Regions from separate parts of the Podarcis muralis genome. Here region 1 is linked to region 2. A link is a contact called in public Hi-C data. All regions are on one chromosome and are shown on one strand. The core of a region is the stretch at or near the end of the contact, and the rest is flanking DNA. Distances in the headings are between cores, read along the strand shown. Region 1 holds the start of P2RX3 (purinergic receptor P2X 3). Region 2 holds the start of TIMM10 (translocase of inner mitochondrial membrane 10).

The links. Hi-C and Micro-C count contacts between places; a contact is called where the count stands out from the background.
Region 1: a Hi-C map of tail shows a contact between it and region 2, with 3 times the contacts expected there. The contact joins the promoter of P2RX3 here to the promoter of TIMM10 in region 2. A contact is called at or near these places in 2 of 3 Hi-C or Micro-C datasets (blood and tail).

Annotation. Positions count from the first base shown.
Region 1 is chr1:81,984,523-81,990,100 of rPodMur119.hap1.1, forward strand. It overlaps P2RX3 (purinergic receptor P2X 3), which reads right to left and starts at 3,949. Exons shown (of 12, transcript XM_028738690.2): 1 at 3,632-3,949. The coding sequence starts at 3,750.
Region 2 is chr1:81,768,182-81,773,947 of rPodMur119.hap1.1, forward strand. TIMM10 (translocase of inner mitochondrial membrane 10) reads left to right here and starts at 3,936. Exons shown (of 3, transcript XM_028738544.2): 1 at 3,936-4,074; 2 at 4,744-4,844. The coding sequence starts at 4,774. The region is part of intron 1 of SMTNL1 (smoothelin like 1); the gene reads right to left.

The DNA.
Region 1 (5,578 bases), core at 2,699-5,198, 220 kb after region 2:
CGTTCATATTCCTCTGGAAGGATGCCCAGGAAACAAGTCTGTGCCTCATCAAACAAATGAACTCCCACCATTCTTCTGGCACTGAGCGCTTGCAGGCTATCTATTTTCAGGTGGGATTCAATCATATACCAGCAAATTCAGGTTGTGCAATTAAAGTGGATTTGGTGTCCTGCATGACAAATCTACTCCCAATCCCCGAAGATTGGACTTTTTGAGATAAGGAAAGTGACCGGGAAAATGCACTTGATGCAATGGTCGTCTTAAGGTCCCGATAAACAAATCAAAGTGAATACCCAATGAACAGACATCACCTAATCTTCCTACAAACAATTCAGGTTCAATGCTCCTCTGGAAGTGTCCACTGTTGCAACTCCCATATATTACTACCACCTCTGCCTATAACCAGGACACTTGCTAATATAGCTGCCCTCTCTCACCATCCCTTTCACAACCCAGAATAGAGCTCGTAATTATTATTTCATATTGTACTTTTATAGCCTCTTCCCAACACTGTTTATACAGGGATAGTCCCACTTATCTCCATGGGACTTTCTGGTAATTAGACTAATCGGCTTTGCAGACTTTGTTTATCCTCACAAGCAACCCATCATTCCATTTAACAGATCAGGGACTGAAACCTGCAGTCAGGGACCTACCGTATGTGGGGCCAGACTCGAAGTCTTGAACCCTAAAGCTCCAAATTCAAGGCCCTCCGTTTCATTGCTTGACTCACAGCAGCGGTGTTTTGTTTTTGTTTTTAGCTTAATCCTGCCCCTCTTACTTGCAAATATTTATTTTACAAAAAAAAAATGTACTGCTTGATTGTAACAAAACTAAGGGGTTTACAAGATATGTTCATTCTCAGTAAAAAAGAGTTAACAAGTAGTTTTAAAAGATTTAAAAAAACAATTAGAATCAGGAGTAAGATAAAAAGAGATTAAAACATATTGACATCTACCTGTTTGGATCAGCTTGCTTACAGAAAAAATACAGTGAAGGTGCCTGCCTGATGTGAATTGGCGGGAAGCTCCAGAGTATAGGTGCTGCCTTTTCACAACAATATCAGTTTCAAAAGTGCTTATTCTGTTATAGCATACACAGGCACACATCTCACATCAGTCCCCACCCCTTGCCTGGGGAAACTGAGGATTTATCGTCTTCCCCTCATTCCGCTGGCTTTCCCGTTCTACTCATTCCAGAAAGCTCTCTGTTAACTAGAAGAAACCATCTCCTAACAATTATCTCCCATAAAGAGACCTTCACGGGCCATTAGGAGACATTAACATTCTTTCGCATGTAAGGCAAAACCATATCATGGACCTATTTAACTGTAATCAATAATAGTAAGCCCAGGGCGCTAGGATACCCAGCAGTGATCCCCCCCCCCTCCCATCTCTCTGTGTGCAGCAAAAGCTGTTTCCATATTACTTCTTTTTTTTTGGCCACCAGATGGCCTTCACAGTCACTGTTCCCTAGGTAGCTGCTGGCTTCTATAATTTCCAACTACTCATAACCTCTACCCCTATATAGTAGTTGTCTCCTGTAACTATGATCTCCATGTGCACAACCTCTCTCTCTCTCTCTCTCTCTCTCTCTCTCTCTCTCTCACACACACACACACACCCCTTCCTGCTGAAGTAGTTTTAAGTTGGTCAGCCTTCTCACAATCCACTAATGTACGTTCTTATAGAGTTAAAGGTAAAGGTAAAGGTACCCCTGCCCGTACAGGCCAGTCGTGACCGACTCTAGGGTTGTGCGCTCATCTCCCTTAAGAGGCCGGGAGCCGGCGCCGTCCGAAGACACTTCCAGGTCACGTGGCCAGCGTGATGAAGCTGCACTGGCGAGCCAGCACCAGTGTCGCACACGGAAACGCCGTTTACCTTCCCGCTATAAAGCGGTCCCTATTTATCTACTTGCACCTAAGGGTGCTTTCGAACTGCTAGGTGGGCAGGAGCTGGGACCGAATGACGGGAGCTCACCCCGCCGCAGGGATTCGAACCGCCGACCTTACGATCTGCAAGTCCTAGGCACTGAGGTTTTACCCACAGCGCCACCCGCGTCCCCTCATCTTATAGAGTTACCATCCCCCAAAAGGCTTCCCTCCTTTACCCCACCCCCCCAATATATATTTTTCTCCCAGAAACAACTTTAAGGTGTCAGTGAGACTACTCCGGTATAAACAGTCTCAGGAAAAACAGAACACAGAACCCATCCCAAAGCAGTTAAGTGAACTGTTACAGTAATCGCCTGCTTCCCAAACCGTCCCAGCTCCCCTGAGAACTGTGGGAAGATGCCTTCTACCAGGTCAGACCTTTTGGCTATCAAGCCCAGCATTGCCCACTCTGACTAACAGTGGCTCTCCAGCGTCTCAAGCTGAACTCTTTCACATCACCTGCTCCCTAATCCTTTCCCCTGAATATGTGGAGAGATGAAGCAGGGGGCTCACATTCAAACGAACACCCAACCCATAAAAGCCACGAGTAGAATGAATTAAAACAACTACCAGGAGCCTCTTGCCATCTGGTAAAGCAAATTTTATCATGGCATGTGGTAAAGTCAGCCTCTCTGTGGGGCTGGATGCTCTGGCTCGGGTGGCAAGTTTGCAATGGCACAAACATAGTGCAAAGAGTTATCAGAATCCTTCTTTTGCTGGAAGAAATGACTATACAGTATGTGTGGACAAGCTTGCCTACATAATCACACGTCCAAACAAAGTCTCTGAAGGGACAACATGAATTTAGCTACTTGGTCTCAGGCACAATAGGCAAATAATTGTGAAGCACTTCTTCAGTTAAAAAGCAGCAGCAACAGCAGCTCCTTTCTGTCTATGATTTCCTTGGGGCTATCTAAGGGCAGAAGCCCATGAATTTGTACAACATCCCCTTAGGATGACGAAACGGGGTTTTAACAAATGAAATTTGCTGTGGCCCTGAATCCAAGTCTCCTGGCTCTCCAAACAGCTCCTCAACTCCAGACTTGTGAGAGATGGTAATCATTTTCTATCCGCCACCCAAACCCCACAAACCAGAGACAACACTGTCCGCAGCCTCGTGGGACCACATAAGCCTTCCTGCCACCTGCAACTGCACGTTCCTTTTCCAGAGCTGACAGGAATGTCTATGTGAGTTATTATTTCCTTAGAGATCTTTGCAAGTTTGGAGAATCCAAGTGAAAATCTCTATGTATTTCAAGTCTCCCTTACAGGAACAAGTTACATTTAGAACCATTCACTTGGCACAGTGCTATTTTTCTAGAAAAAGAAATACCAGAACTCACCATGAACACCTTCCTTGTTTTCTCTTACAGTGGCAATGGTACCCACCTGAGAGGTGCTGGAACTGAGTTTCGGTGATTTCTGACTGAAAAAAAGCCCTGACTTAGCAGCCTTATCTACCTGGTTTCTCACACCCATCAAAAATAAGGCAAGATTTTTAAGGTAGCCAAGCTGTTCTCGGTTACTTCCCCAACACCTTCCTTGTTCTACTGTCCTCTACCAACACCTTTGTGTAAAAAGTTGCCACCTCTTGAGCGATGATGATTTGTGGGGTGTAAGCCCTTACCTTGCTTCTCCCAAAGCCACCCTCCCCCCCAAGTGAGAATATATTTCCCCCATTCACATGCCATCCCTCACCCAATGAAGTAGGAAATGATCAGCAGCTGGACGGCCCGGTTGATCACGCCGATGGTCCAACTTTTTACCACCACCGATTTGGTGGTTTCATAGGTGAAGAAGTTTGCCACACAGTTCATGCCGAAGAAAAGCCTGGGCGCAGAGGAGCAAATCCAAGATGTTCTGCAGACCAGACTGGAATGTCAAGGGTGTTGTGATGGGTCTATGAGTGGTAGACACGGAGGTGTAATCTGCGCAGGGAGAACATTCAGAAGCTTTTTGAAAGGAAGAAGTTCTGCTGGCTCCCTCCTGCTGTTGTCTCCTGCTACTCTGGGCATGCTTGAGAGGCTGGGACCCCTTTTTATAAGATCTCTTTCCCCACCCCCACCCCTACCCAACACCCGGTGATGCAGTCAGAGAAAGGTGGGGCTTTCCAGCTCATCAATTACAAATTGGATTCTAGCGAGTGCCTAGATGGAAGAGATCTGAGCATTAAATAATGAATCTGCAATTGCTGCATTTCCTCTGAGTGGTGTTCCAGCTCTACAGATAGTGCCCCTGCTGTGTCAGACCTTCGCAACATCAGTCAAAGGGGAAGGAAGGAGAGGGGGAGGGGAAAGCGGAATAATATTCCCCTCCGGAGACGACATTGGAAAATGGGAAATCATTCTGACAAGATGCTGCCTGCATTGAAAACAGTGGGATCCTAGTCCCAAATCCGTGACAGTGTGAGCAACAGCAAAAGAAAGTTCCTGGTTATTCCTTTGAGCTATCTGTCTCAAAGACGCACAATTCAAGTTCACTTACCAAAGCTCAGTAGCCGAATAAAAAAGCATATCAGGCTGGGTCCAGGGGTCCAGTTTACGGCATTTGTTTTGTGGGACAGTAGGGACGGTAGGAGAATTTGCCTGAGACAGTGTGAAGCAGTTTGAAGAAGAAAAATTGGAACTGGTCTCAACTAGGGCCAGGGACTTTTCAGTACTGGCCCCGACTTGGTGGAACACTCTGTCACAAGAGACTAGGGCCCTGCGGGATTTGACATCTTTCCACAGGGCCTGCAAGATAGAGCTGTTCCGCCTGGCCTTTGGTTTGGACTCAGTCTGACCTTTATGTTTCCCTCCCCTTATGGGTTTGATCTATGGGCTACTTTTAAAATGAGGCTACATTTTAAATTGTATTTTAATCTGTATTTTAAATTGCCCCCCCATTATGTTTTTATTGTAATTTTACTGGTGTTAGCAGCCCTGAGCCCGGCTCTGGCCGGGGAGGGTGGGGTATAAATACATTTATTATTATTATTACTATTAACAGTTTTTGAAAGACTGTAGAACTTTGAAAGCAACTGGACTAAGGACTTGGCTGTGGACTTTAACACAGCAAGAACTTTGAAGCAAAGACCCCTCTCTGGGCTCAGAGAGATAGAGCGAAGACTACTTGTAACATCTGTAAATTGTGTGTGTGTTGGCGTTGGACCGGTAAAGACAGGTCTGCTAAAGCGCTGTTTTCTGTGGTGAGCTTAACTGCTTGACTGAGCTTCCATGGCATATATGCCCAACACTCCCATCATCCCTTACCATTGGCCATACTGGCTGCGGCAGATGGGAGTTGGCCTCCAACAACATCACTTGACTATTGTGCCTGAGAAGATTTGTTCCTAAGAGTGAACAAAATAACCATGGCACCCCCTGCCCCCCGGGTTTCTACACAAGTTAGTGTTCTGGGTGTGACCTCCCCAGTAGGAAGCTAGCAAGTCCAGAGCACTGACTTGTACAGCCTTTAATTGTCTGTTTCTTACAGCACACTCCCAGTTCTCTTGTGGCACACAGGGTGGGAATTTTGCCTGAGAGGAAAGGGGAAAGGTGGTATATACAGTTTTAAAAAACTAAAAGCAGAACCCATGTTGCAGGCTGAGATTAAAAGGTAGGTTCAGGGTCAGAAAAGGTTAAAAGCAACTATTACTGAGCTACA
Region 2 (5,766 bases), core at 2,686-5,185:
GCTGTGTGATCTATGTTAGGCCTCCTCCCTTTTCCACCATGCCTGTTTGTTTTCCTAAGTACTGTAAATGGAGAGTAACCAAAGTGATCAAGAAGGAGTGTCCCATCAAGGCAGGAGACATTGTTGGCTCATGGCAGAAGTTGCTTTATTCACTGCTTGCATAACAAGGCTACACAAGGGTGGGTTCAAATTTGTTTCCAAACATAAAAAGAAGCAAACTGCTGCATGGTTAAATATAACCATGTAGCAAAGAGTTGACTCCTGCCAAAGTGTTGAAAAATGCCTCAAGAAACATCACCGCTTGCACTGCTTTGGCCCCCAAGCAGACAAGATTCCAAGGAGCTGGAAAGAAAACCGAGCCAATTTGTCACTTGGGTGTCAGAATTCAGCCTTGATGAAAATAGCTCTAGTGACACACTTCATACAATTCACCTAAAAGCTTGGCAGCTGTCGGCGCTCAAATCTCACTGCAAGCCATGAATGGAAATAAATGACTGCAATTTGCCCAATCTAGATTTCCCAGCTCAGTGGAGCAGGCTTCCATGTTACAACTGTGTCATCTGAAAATGGCCAGAAATCATCTGAAAGCAAGTGTGAATTCAACCCACAAATGCAAAGAATGTCATCAGAGTTCCACACCACTTTCACTATGAATGGCTGTCTTGTTTAAGTCAGTTAAGCCAATGGTGTAAATATGTCCTCAGGTGAGCAACCAAGTACAGTACAGGTCTTTTTCTGAATACATAGTGTTCAGGTCTTTGGCAATGGTATACTTATGATGAGATAAATATGAATCCTGGGATAACATCATTGTTTCCTTCTTTGGCATTGTGGCACCATGTATTGTGGTGAATGTCAAGGGGTGGGTGGAAATCTAAGGACTACAATGTGTTTCAGGTTTGTCTTGCATTGTATGGTCTCTAAGGTTTGCATCACTTATGCATCTGATTCTCGAAACTGCTACTGAATTAGAAATGAATATTAGCTTATCCTGTAACAAAAATGGCTGTCTTGATGCATTACCACAGTGCTTTATTTTCTTCAAACCTTGTCAACAGAGTTTTTGCCAGGCTTGTGTGGTCACAGAGTGCGCTGCACATAAATACTTTCAACGAAAAAGAGAAAGGCAAAAAAGAAATGAGTCATGTAGCATCTAAAACACTAACAAGTATATTATGGCATAAGATTTCAGGAACCTGGATCCACTTCATCAAATGCATGACATTATATCCTCTGCTAGCAGATTACATACAGTATATATGTACACATGTGGGTGCAAAGGAAACAAATATTCGGTTTATTTATTTAATTTTTTCTAATTTATTACAGTGGTACCTCGGGTTACATACGCTTCAGGTTACAGACTCCGCTATCCCAGAAATAGTACCTCCGGTTAAGAACTTTGCTTCAGGATGAGAACAGAAATCATGCTCCGGCGGCACGGCGGCAGCAGGAGGCCCCATTGGCTAAAGTGGTGTTTCAGGTTAAGAACAGACCTCTGGAACGAATTAAGTACTTAACCCAAGGTACCACTGTACTTTTATATACCACCTTTTTTCTTCCAAGTTGCTCAAGGTGGTGTACATGGTTCTCCTCCTCCCCATTTCATCCTCACCCTGTGAGGTAGATTAGGCTAAGAGATGGTGACTGGCCCAAGGTCACCCTGTGAGCTTCAGTTACACACAAAGCAACGAAGCTAGACTCTAGCTGCAACCCATATAAACAAGGTGAACTGCCTTGTACCAAGTCAGACTATTTGTCCACCTACTTCTGTATAGTCTACTAGGATTGGCTGCTACACCATCTGCTACTACAGAGCCTTTTAACAGGATCCAGGAACCTGGGACGTTTTGTGTGTAAAGGAAGTGCTGTACCATGGAGCAATGGCTCCATCCCAAATCATCTTGTTTGTATGACATCAATTTTTGTTTCAGCCAGAATACGAACAGCAAGAAGCAGGAGCAATCTAGCTGAGTCTACACATAACAACCTTGGTGGTTAAATATGGATCTAACACACCATTTTTGTCCCCAGACTGTTTTTGTGTCATTTTATGTTTTACAGGGGTCATTTGCCCATTTCAGGGCAGTGCATTGAGAACTGGGCAAACACAGCTTCTGTCTGTGCCCACCTGTTCCCATTGCAGAAATAAATCAGCCACAAGCCAAATCAAATTTTATCCAGCACTGACCGACAGCAAACTCGGAATGCGGAGAAGCATCTAGCCTCAGAAAGTAATTGTGCAGACAGTCTGTCCTCTCTAGGCTGTCTCGTTACAGGTTCAGAAAAGCACAGCAAGGGCTCTTCATAAAAGGATGAATCTGCAGAGAGCTCCAACTCAGTTAAGCAGCAGGGCATAAGCTACATCAGAGCCAGGAGTCCAGGGTAAAATTTTAAAGTCTCAAAATTAATAGCATTTCCCCAGACATTATGACTCATATTTTCAGATTTCAAAGCCCTGGATTCGTTTTTCATGCAGACAAGTCATTAGGTTTGTCCTAGGCCTGAGATGGCAGTGTCCAAGCAGAACTTTGAGGTATAGGTGGTACATTAGATTTGGAATATAGATTTCCCTGTTTTTCTTCAAAGTCATATGTTCTTTTTTTTACTTTAATATATGGCTGCTGATCTTTTTCTTCCTTCTAACACCATCATGACAGAATACTGTACATAAAAGACTGATAAACAAATAACCTTTTCTGACTGTACTGGCTTGCTCCTTTTTGGCCCAGTATCACCAAGTATCTGAGCATTTTCTTGTCGTGCCTTCAGTGACTTAATACCTGCCACACTCCTTCTGTCCTTTTTCAGGGGACTGTCACACAGATGCCCCCAGGGATTTTTGTTAGGCAATCATGAATTTTGGGCATGCTTCCAGAAATCTGTAGGAGAGTAAGAACATCTACTTGCACTTGATAAAAGAAATGGAAAGGTTTAGGGTGGATATGTTTCCAAAGGTGTCAGCTTATGAATATACCTTTTTCTTTAAGCCTCCATATAATATCAGTGAAACTATGTGACTGATTCCTTAATTGTCCAGGTCAGATATTAAAAGGTTACTTCAGGAGCTGACCAAACAGAAAACAAACAAAAGCACATCTAACTCTTACATGTTATATAACCTATTATAAATGTTTGCCTTCTGAGAAGTCTTGTTGTTCAATGTAGTAGGCAGCACACAGCACAAGCCTGTGCATATTTACTCAGAAGTAAGACTACTAAATCTAAAGGGCCATAATCAAATATATATTCATACAATCACAGCCTTTAAAGCTCCTGAAATATGAAAAGAACTTACTGCATTCCTATTTCAGATAGAAATAAGCATGCAATTCCGTTTTAGAAAGTAATCTGTTGAAAATCCATTTGTACCCACAACTGCCCAAGAGTCTATTATTATTTTCCAGCTAGGTAAACAACAGCAAGTTCGGTGGGTCTACTCCCAAGTAAAACTGAGTACCACCCATGGAGTATTTAAATATGCAAATCAAACTGTTTCCCCTCTCCTTTTGATCAGTTTTCAAACAAATTTTGAAAGGCAGCATATTTAATTCAGCTTATAATTCGTTGCTGTAATGAACAGCTTGTGTGTGTGTGGCACCTTTCAGCTTCTGCTGGATTTCATAAAAACAAACACATAAAGAAGTGGAGGGAAAACCCCTCCTGTGAACTGCTGCGTCTTCTTGTTGCCTTGCAATCCTCCATGCATTTTTATTTGCAACCCCTCTCCCCTTCGGCCTGCGTTTCCAGACAAAGGCAGACAAGAAACGCACTAAATAATACACAAGGTAAATAATGCAGTCAAGAGGCAAGAAGCCCCTCCGCGGTGGGCGATGACGTAGCCGCTTCTCATCCCTTGACAGCGCAACTGAGGAAATCCCGCCTCCTTCCCAACGTCCATCACCCCCTCCTGAACTCTATGGCAACACGGGCCATGGTCCCTCGCTGGGGAAAAGGAAAAACAGGCCGCCTAGAAAGGCATTATACCTGCCAGGAAGTCTCTATGGTTTCCCTGAAAGGCGCGCTGCGGAAGCGCCTGAAACTCGTGCTTCCGGTTGATATTTGTGGCTGGAGGTGAGCGTTGCTCGTGGTGAGGTAGACATGCTGTCCAATTGGCGGGAGTTGATGGGCAGAAGAGCCCAGGCGGGGGACGAGGGGAGAGGACGGGAGCTGCCGCCTGGGGGCTCTTCGCTCCCTCCGTGCGCGTGTACGAGAAGAGGGGGGTTCACACGGGCTGTGAGGAATGAGGGCGGTGCGGGGGTCAGGCTGGGAAGCAGTGAGGCGGCGGGATGGACGTTGCCAGTTTTAATTTTGAAAAGCAAACAGAACAACAGCTCCTGTGCTGTCCTTTTGGGTCCATATTCCCACATTCCCTCACCCCAAGCAGTGGTCTTCTGCATCCAGGTCAGACATCCCCTAATGCAGGGAAACCTCTGGCCCTCCAGATGTTGCTGCACAGTAGCTTCCATCATCTCTGGCTACGGGCTGGCTATCTGAAGGGCTCCCTGTCCCTGCTCTAGTGGGTCAGCAGAGGGTCAGCGTCTGCTCTTGTCACAGCACTGATCTGTTAGGTGGGGTGCAAACCAGCTCACACTTAACTGCCCTTTTACTGCCAGGACTGCAGATGGACCTGACCACTGAAAAACTGAGCAGCGATCTAAAATACAGACTAAGTGGCAACCTTGTTGATTGTGTGTGTACTATAGGTAGAGTCATTGGGTTCTGATCCTTTGTGTTCTCCAGCAGTGTCAAGGACAAATACTTGAATGTGTGATGGATCCTGTGAGGGCTCAGCAGCTGGCGGCTGAGTTGGAAGTGGAGATGATGGCTGATATGTACAACAGGTACCCACTAATCACAAGCATGAGGGCACTCCTCAGTGGTGCTCATTTGAAATGTGCAGCATAAGAGCTATGAAAACAATACGGGCACTGTATGCTGTGACTTGTGTTTTGCTTCTCTCCAAGTACCCCAGACTTTCCAAGATTATCCTCCCACCAAAATGTACTACTTTAGGACCTATACCTTACTAGACATTGTGCAGAACATATTATTAATGTATACCACCCTTCATCCAAAGATCACAGGGTGGTTCACAAAATAGAAACATAGGATAACATCATAGAATTGCCTTTTTAAAAAATCTGATCAAGGCTTCATGTGGTTGAATTGGGAAGCTTACAGGTAGGACATACAGGCAAAGCATCCTTCCCTGTTGTCCGTCTAGCACCTGGTGCTCGCAGGGGTACTGTATTTGAACATAGAAGTTTTATTTAACCATAGTCGTTGACAGATCTAGGTGTCATAACCTGGTGTCCATCATTGCATCTTGTGTCTGAGAATTCCTTATTGGGTAAAATATTTACTTTTGTCTATCCTGAACCTACTGTATGTTAGTTTCATTGGGTAACACTGAATTTCAGTATAATTCGAGATGGCAAAAGATTCCTCTGTTCAGTCAAAATTTGATAAGTCTCTACCATGTTCCGCTTAGCTAAATTTAAAAACCCCAAATGCTCTAGACGCTGCTTGCTAAATGATCTAGCTGGCCCTGCGCAGGGGAAATTATATCACAAATTATGCTTTTATTGTGTTTTTATTATTATGCTCCATAAAATGTGTTCTTAATGTTGCATACTACCCTGGGATCTTTTGATAAAGGGTGGTATTTAAATTGAATTAATAGTAATAATAATAGATAGACAGACAGACAGACAGACATGGCGGGGATTTCAACAATTGGTTTAAAATATGCTTTGCCACCTT